2 separate regions of the Ovis aries genome follow, and region 2 is linked to region 1. The links are chromatin contacts, called in public Hi-C maps. All regions are on one chromosome and are shown on one strand. Each heading gives the region's core, a stretch centred on a gene start, on an enhancer-like site or on the middle of the called end of the contact. The rest is flanking DNA. Distances are from core to core; before and after follow the strand shown. Region 1 holds the start of LOC101114909 (death domain-containing membrane protein NRADD-like). Region 2 overlaps CCDC12 (coiled-coil domain containing 12).

The links. A called contact is a pair of places that touch in the nucleus more often than the background predicts.
Region 2: a Hi-C map of liver shows a contact between it and region 1, with 3 times the contacts expected there. The contact joins the enhancer-like site here to the promoter of LOC101114909 in region 1. A contact is called at or near these places in 8 of 16 Hi-C or Micro-C datasets (blood, liver, mesenteric adipose tissue and 3 more).

Annotation. Positions count from the first base shown.
Region 1 is chr19:52,513,325-52,517,010 of ARS-UI_Ramb_v3.0, forward strand. LOC101114909 (death domain-containing membrane protein NRADD-like) reads right to left here and starts at 1,583. Exons shown (of 5, transcript XM_060402924.1): 1 at 322-1,583; 2 at 54-209. The coding sequence starts at 96. NBEAL2 (neurobeachin like 2) reads right to left here. Exons shown (of 53, transcript XM_042236339.2): 50 at 3,633-3,686; 51 at 3,408-3,556; 52 at 2,406-2,541; 53 at 1,841-2,329. The coding sequence ends at 2,225.
Region 2 is chr19:52,574,936-52,578,621 of ARS-UI_Ramb_v3.0, forward strand. CCDC12 (coiled-coil domain containing 12) reads left to right here. Exons shown (of 7, transcript XM_004018503.6): 2 at 2,997-3,064. Among named protein-coding and RNA genes, the nearest start is that of CCDC12, 31 kb to the left of the region's middle. Within about 2 kb of position 1,631, at least 10 of the 54 cell types and tissues checked have an H3K27ac peak or open chromatin away from gene starts, as enhancers often do. A contact at or near this core is called in liver, where this site is marked.

The DNA.
Region 1 (3,686 bases), core at 333-2,832:
TGGATACCTCCCATCCTACCCAGTACCCAAAATCTGGATCGAAAAGTACTTACCCACATGGACCATGGCTTCCCTGTGGCTGGAGTTCTGCAGCATGGTTCTACCAGCTAGCAGTGCTCCCAGTGGCTGCACTTCTTGGAGAAGGTTTTTGGAGTGTCGTGAGCAGCGCACAGAAAAAGGAGCTGGGAGACCTCTGAGTCCAGCAGGGGCTGTGTGTAGGAACAAGGGGGAAATCCCTCAAGCTGCAAGTCAGGAGTCCCTTGGGGTAGTCTGCCCCCTCTGCTGGCTCATGTCATCCTGATTCATTCCAGGGCTGCTCACCTCCCCATCTTCCCACTTGCCAATCTGGACCAGTTTCCTCCGGTGTCAAATGGGGTGAAGCTGATACTGCTGGTCCCAGCTGGCCAAAGCTAGAGGAGACCAGAGTGCAGCGGTCTCAAAGACCTTGGCAAACCCTGGGTCTGAGTCCAGAGCCAGCACAGGAAGACCAGGGGGACTCCCGTCCCCCATAAGCCAGAGCCAGGCGGAGACTCACTGGCTGATGGAAGCTCCCCAGAGTTCTCAGAAGAGCACAGTTCCTGGGGTGACTAACTCCCACTCCTGCCTCCAGGGTCAGTGTCCAGCCCTTACCTCCTGGTCAGGGGCAGGATGGGAGGCTTCCTTGGTGGGTTCAGCAAACGAAGAGGGTGTGTGGGCCCAGAGGTACCCGGGCCCTTTCTTATCTAGGAATTTCGAAAGGGCCTGCAGGCTGGATATCTGAAGAACACGCAGTCCCAGGACCCATCTGCCCTTACAGGGCTGATCCTGCTGGGACCTCCCTCCTGAGGCCTGGGGAGGAGAGAACCTGGACTGGGCAGAGAAGGGGAGCTTGCCTGGAAAAGCGATGGAGATGAGACCTAGGCGAAAGTCCTGTAACTTCCCAACAGTCACATCTGGCCCAGCCCCTGCACTCCAAGCTCACTTCCCTCCATAAGGCCAGGGGCGGATGTGGACAGCAAAATGCACACTAGCCAAGTGGGTCTGGCATGGAGCCTGTGGCGACCTTTGCAACGTGAAGGATGTGTATGTACAGTTGTGTCACTTACCACATAAGGAACCCTGCCTGGATCGGAGTTGGCGGGTGAGCCTGTGACTAACGCTAGCTCCCAGAGACAGCCAGGCCTTGTGCCCGACCCACCTCGAGCTGCGAGACTGGAGCCTCTACCAACCCCTCCTCCACACACACCCATCTGGAGGCCCACAAATATGCACACATGCGCACACAGCAACACCCTAAACGCCCACACTACCCTGACTTCCCACAGGCATCCCAACCCAGATGCTGGCACCACAACAGCGCAGGATTTTGGGTCCAGAATGGGGGAGGTAGAGAGAGGCAGCCACGGCTCCCTCCTTCCAGGAAGACCCGACGCTGTGTCCCCAACCCGCTCCTGACCTGTGGTGGCTGACCCTCCGTCAGTCCTAGGATCGGCTCTGCCTGCAGGATGGGGCCTCCCGGCCTTAAGCCAGTAGGGAACACGCAGTGGAGTCCCTGGAGAGGCCAGGTTTTCAGCCGGCGGCGGAGACGAAACCGGGCGGCAGAGGACTGGACGAGGGGGCGGGGCGATGATGGGGGCGGGGCCGCCCACGGTCTGGCCCCGCCCGAACCAGGAACGCGCACATGCGTGGAGGTGAGCCTGAAGCGGGACTGGGCCTCAAGCTGCCAGAAAAACAGGCCCGGGCCCCTAGGGACAGGAGCGGCGTAGCTGGGGGGCTAGGGGCACGGTGCGGTGTGGGTGCTCAGGGGACGCCAGCACAGGGCGGTTGAGACACGCGTACACATGCTCGGAGGCAGAACAGCTACAAAACTAGTCCATATTTATTGCTGAGATGCGAGAATGGGAGGGGTCGCCCTTAGGATTAAGGCCACAGCCCGGCCCCTGTGCTCTGCTGGGACCGGGGATCGGGAGCCTGGGCTCCCCACCCCAGACTGTGCAAAAAGTGCTGTGCGGCCGCTGGGGCCAGTGCTGGGACTCCGGGCGGCCCCTCTGCCGGCGAGGGGCAAGATTTCCTGGAGTGACATCGCCCGCCAATCCCTGAGAGCTGGGCAGAGGTGGGGCCCCGCCCACCGCCGCCTGAGTGTGGGCGGGGTGTCCTGCCCCCCGCCCCCCATGGGCTCTCGGGTGGAGCCTACTGGGGCGAAGCCCGCTGGGGGCGGGGCGGCGCGGCAGGACCGGGCGGGCTATCAGCGGGCCTCTCCAGGGTTGTACTCGGTCTCCCCAGAGGACACCTGGGAGATGCGCCGGGAGGAGGACCGCCACAACTTCCGCGCAAACTGGCTGCTGCGCACCTAGTGGGAACAGGCATGGGTCAGCCAGGATCAACGCTCCCACCCTGTGCAAGGCCCACCCTGCCCGCATTCTCACCTCTGAGGGCTGCCCTGCGCCCACCACGATGAGCTTGCCGTCTTCCAGCCCCACGAGCACATGGCTGCGCTCCTTGGTCACAGCCACGCTGCGGATCGGCACCTTCATGGGCAGAGGAGGAGCGGCTGGCAGCAGTCTGGAGGGAGGGAAGAAGGTGATATATACAAACTCGCAACTGCAAGGAGTTATGCATCCAGCACATATCTGTCTCTTCATTCTCCCATCCACCTCCCAGTCCTCATTTGAAGGATGGCTGGAGGAAAATCCTGACAAATAAGAGAGTCATGAACAAGTGTGTGCCTAAGGGAGGCCCAGGGCAAGATCTCCCCCCTGGAGGATGGGAGGACAGAGACAGGCCTTGAAGAATGTGTCCACAGGCATGTAAAGGGGTTAGGGTCCACGGGGCACCTCTTAGTATCTCTCTGCCAATAACCACCACCTGAGGGATCACGTGACTAACCTAGATAGCATATTAAAAAGCAGAGACATCACTCTGGCAGCCAAGGTCTGTCTAGTCAAAGCTATGGTTTTTCCAGTAGTGGATGTGAGAGTTGGACTATAAGGAAAGCTGAGCGCCAAAGAATCGATGCTTTTGAACTGTGGTGATGGAAAAGACTCTTGAGAGTCTCTTGGACTGCGAGGAGATCCAACCAGTCCATCCTATAAAGGAAATCAGTCCTGAATATTCATTGGAAGGATTGATGCTGAAGCTGAAACTCCAATACTTTGGCCACCTGATGCAAAGAACTGACTCATTGGAAAAGACCCTGATGCTGAGAATGATTTAGGGCAGGAGGAGAAGGGGATGACAGAGGATGAGATGATTGGATGGCATCACCCACTCGATGGACATGAGTCTGAGTAAGCTCTAGGAGTTGGTGATGGTCAGGGAGGCCTGGCGTGCTGCAGTCCATGGGGTTGCAAAGAGTCAGACACGACTGAGCGACTAAACTGAACTGAACTGAACTGAGGGATCACAAACCCATAAACAGTGAGGCTCACTTGTTCAAGTGGAGGATGTGCAGGGCACACTGGGCCGTGCCCAGCAGAACAAAGTCCTCTGTCACCGCGAGGGCTGTGGGCTGCTCCACCAAGGGCAGTGAAGCCCGCAACCTCCCATTCACTGAGTACAGGTGCAAGGAGTAGGTGACCTGGAGGAGGCAGGACGTGTTAGCAAGGACAGAATCCCAACTACCCCTATCTTGGCTGGACGCCCCTTTCCCATACCTGAGCCCCCAGACGCTCCCGCGCTGAGCTCTGCACCACAATCTGGCCCTCAGA
Region 2 (3,686 bases), core at 381-2,880, 62 kb after region 1:
ACCCCAAGCCAGTGTTTCCTTTCCATAAGGGCCATTTGTCAGCTTCCCCCATGGGTTGAATTGAGGGCTTTTGGCGGCGGTCCTGTGAGTCCTTCAGATCTGAGGGTCTTCAAGAGTCTCAGGCTGGGTGGACCATGAGGCTGGCCAGTGCCTCCTGTCCCCTTGCCTAGGAGTGTGAGCGCTGCCTGTGAGCCAGGCCAGGGCCTCCCCAAGCCATGCGCTACCCGAATTGCCTTTGCACGGGCAACTGCAGCACACCTTTGCGTGGCCTGCTCACTCGTTCACCTGCTCCCACTCCCCCAACACACATGGGTGCTGTTCCTGAGCCCCTGCTCTCACACAGACCCTGCTCTCCCGACTGCAGGGGGCTTCCTCGACCTCTGCAGCCTACGCCACTGCCGCAGCCGCCCACCAGAGTGCGCAGCATTTTCTGTAAATGTCATTTAGATCATTGGTTGTTTTCTCACTTATTAATGAGTAACTTGGCCTTTGCCAAGACACTCGAGCGTCTCTGGGACCCCGGGAGGGTGGTGACAGACACGCTGCTGAGTTTGTTCTTGCTCAGGGTCTGGGAAATGGGCATGGGGTTTGCAAAGGACTCGCTCCCAAAGGCTGTTCCCACAGCCCCCACCCTCTGCCCCGAGCTGGCCCAGGTTAGCAGAGCCCACGGGGAAAGAAGCTTTGCTGGGTCTTGCCCACCAGCCCCCTTGAGGGGAAAGCTAGGCCTTTGTTGTTCTCTCCTCTGTCCTTGCTGCCGGGTGTTGTGTCCATCACCTCCTTCCCCTGAGGCAGGACCCCCGGCCATCTGGAAGTCCATTGGCTGGCAACCAGGAAGGAGTTTGAATGTCCTGGCTTCTGGCTTCTGTGCGTGTGTGTTCTGAGTCTCTTTCAGTCATGTCCGACTCTTTGCAGCCCTTTGGACTGTAGGCTGCCAGGCTCCGCTGGCTTGTGTAATCACTAGCATTTGTCAGGGAGGGGTGTCTGCAGGCGGGAAGCCACATGGGGAACCCTGACTTCTGTTTTAGTTAAGAGTGTATACTCTGCTCTCCCATCTCTTTGGCCATCACCAAATCTGCTTCTGCCTCTGTGCCTCCCTGCCCAGCCTCGTCAGCAGGCTTCTGGGAAAGGCCTGTGGTCCTTCCGCCTGTAGTTCCCTGCCCCCGAGTCTCCTCTGGCTCCCGTTGCCTAAGAACCCTGGCCAGAGCCCTGTGTGACCGCCCGCCTGCCTTGACAACCTTACCTGTGTGTCTGTGCTCCAGCCACCTGTGTATTCTTCAGACCACACCCGCTCTTTGCTCAAGCTTGCTCCCCTCTGGGAACGCCCTTCCTGCTCCTATCTCCCCATCCTATGACACCTGCATTCTGCCCACCCCTCAGTAGGAAGCCAGGAAGCCCCCCACCCACCCACCCCACCGGTCCGTGTTGACCTCACTCAGGTGGCCGCTGTCATTCATTCCTGCCGCCTCCTCCCAGGAGACTGGGCCACCCGGATTGAGAACCAGGTCAGCATCTTGCCCTGTTCACATCGCAGAAACCTTTCTCTGGGCCAGAGCTCCCAGCCGGGGTTGGTGGCACAGTCTGGTGGCTCCCAGGGTCTCCACAACAAACACTGGCAGGAAGTGACTCATAATGTGAGTGCCACCTTCAGGGAGGCCGTTGTCAGTGGCATAAACAAACCTCTAGGAGAGGTGACACAAGCAGCTGTTTTACTTGGACTTTATATGTTCTTATCTCCCTGGCAGCAGGTTCCCCATGGCAGGGGCTTCCAGTTGTCTCCTCGGAACATGCTCCAGCGAGTCAAAGGCAGGTCATGGCTGGTAATCAGGGGCACAGGGACTCCCTCTGGAGGGCCAGCCCTGGCGTGCAGGGAGACCCCAGACAGGGCTGTGTCCCAGGGCCTCTCAGGAAGGCCCTGGGGACGGGGGCCCGCGTATGTGAGAGCAGGCTCCGTGTTCACTTGTCCACAGGCAGGTCTGATCCAGCTGCCGTGGTTTTGTGGTAAGGAAGGAGTGGAAACAGCATGGGGTGGCCTTCTGCCACGCCCTCGGCATACCTGGGGAGCAAGCGTGCTCTGTCAGGGTTGAGATGGACGTGGCTCCTCTGGACCTGCAGAGAGGCTGGGGAGGATGGTGGTGTGGGGGAAGGAAGTCCAGGCGTGGCAAGGAAGATAAAAGAACCAGAGTTAGGGATTTCCCTGGTGGTCCTGTGGTTGAGACTCCACGCTCCCGCAGCAGGGGGCTAGGTTCAACCCCTGATCAGAGAACTAGATCCTGCCTGCTGCAACCAAGCGTTCACACTGCATGCCGTGGCAAAGATGGAAGATCCCGTGTGCTGCCACTAAGACTCGTCACAGCCAAATAAATACATGTTTTTTTTTATAGAACCAGATTTAGAAGAAATTGTTCCCATGGAAAGTTCAAACCAATTCCCCTGCCCTCTGCCCCACTTAATACATTGCAAGAATGAACTTGTACAAGCCTAGTCCTAACTTGAGTGATACTTCTTCAATGAACCAAATAGGTATCTCTGGAGAAGCCTCTGGCCTGGAGGGGTTTCAGGAGGCCTGAGCTTTTGTTTCAGGAGGCGGGACAAAAGCTCCCGGTGACTCGTCTTCGCTCTGTCCCTTCCGACTCCTGAGGGTGGCTCCATCCAGACCCATGAGGGTGGCTGCTGGCCTGCCAGCATGGGCCCTCCTTGACCCTGACCAGCGTCAACTCTCAGCACCCACGACCTTCCAGCTCTTCCTGCACATGCACTCTGAGGGCTCCCCAGGTCTGGGCCTGGGCTGGGGTCAGGGGCTTTAAATTCTGCTGGGGGAGCCGAGGGCTGGAAGGGCGGCTCCAGCAACATGCCTGTCAGCTACAGCAGGCGTGTGCTTGGCGGAACCCCAGGCTGGTCCTCGCCAGGCTGTCCTATTCTCCGTTAGCTGCCTGGGCAGTGTGGACTGGAAGGAGGGGTGTTCATCTGAGCAGTGGTCTCTCTCCCTTCCTTTGCAGGACAAGGAAGACGGGGAGCCAAACACCAAGCAGCTCAGAGAAGGGGAGGAGGAAGGCGAGAAGCACAGGTAACGCCTCGCACTCAGCTCTCTTCCCGTACCTGTCGGTTTCCGCGTCGTCCCAGCATCATCCTGTCCACATCTGTCCTGTTGCTGCCTCTCCACCCCATGGCCACTTTGTTCAGACAGGACAGTCTTACTGTTGGGACCTTTTCTGCACCCTTGCCCTCACTGGCTATCTGACTCTCAGCCACCGGCCATTTTTTTAGCCACCAGACCCCTCACATTATGTCTCCTCACTCTTTTCTGAAATACTTGGGGTGGCATGGTTCTGCAGCAACCCCAGAATCAGGTCCAGACTCTCCCTGGTGTGTCAGGCTCTGCTCCAGCCGTCAGCCTGGGTTCCTGCTCCCTGTGAGGACTGGAGCTTTTCTTTTTCCTTAACGTGTGTTTATTGGGCTGCGCTGGGTCCTACGTGCAGTATATGGATCTGGAGCTCCGTGACCAGGGATTGAACCCCGGGCCTCCTGCACTGGGAGTGCGGAGCCTCTGCCACTGACCACCAGGGAAGTCCCCGGGACTGGCTGCTGAGGCCCTGAGAAAGCTTATCCCAGTGAGCTGTGCTTTGGAAGGGTGCCCCCCAGAGGAAGCTCGGCCGGCGACTTCCCGACACCGCAGCCTGCCCTGGCCT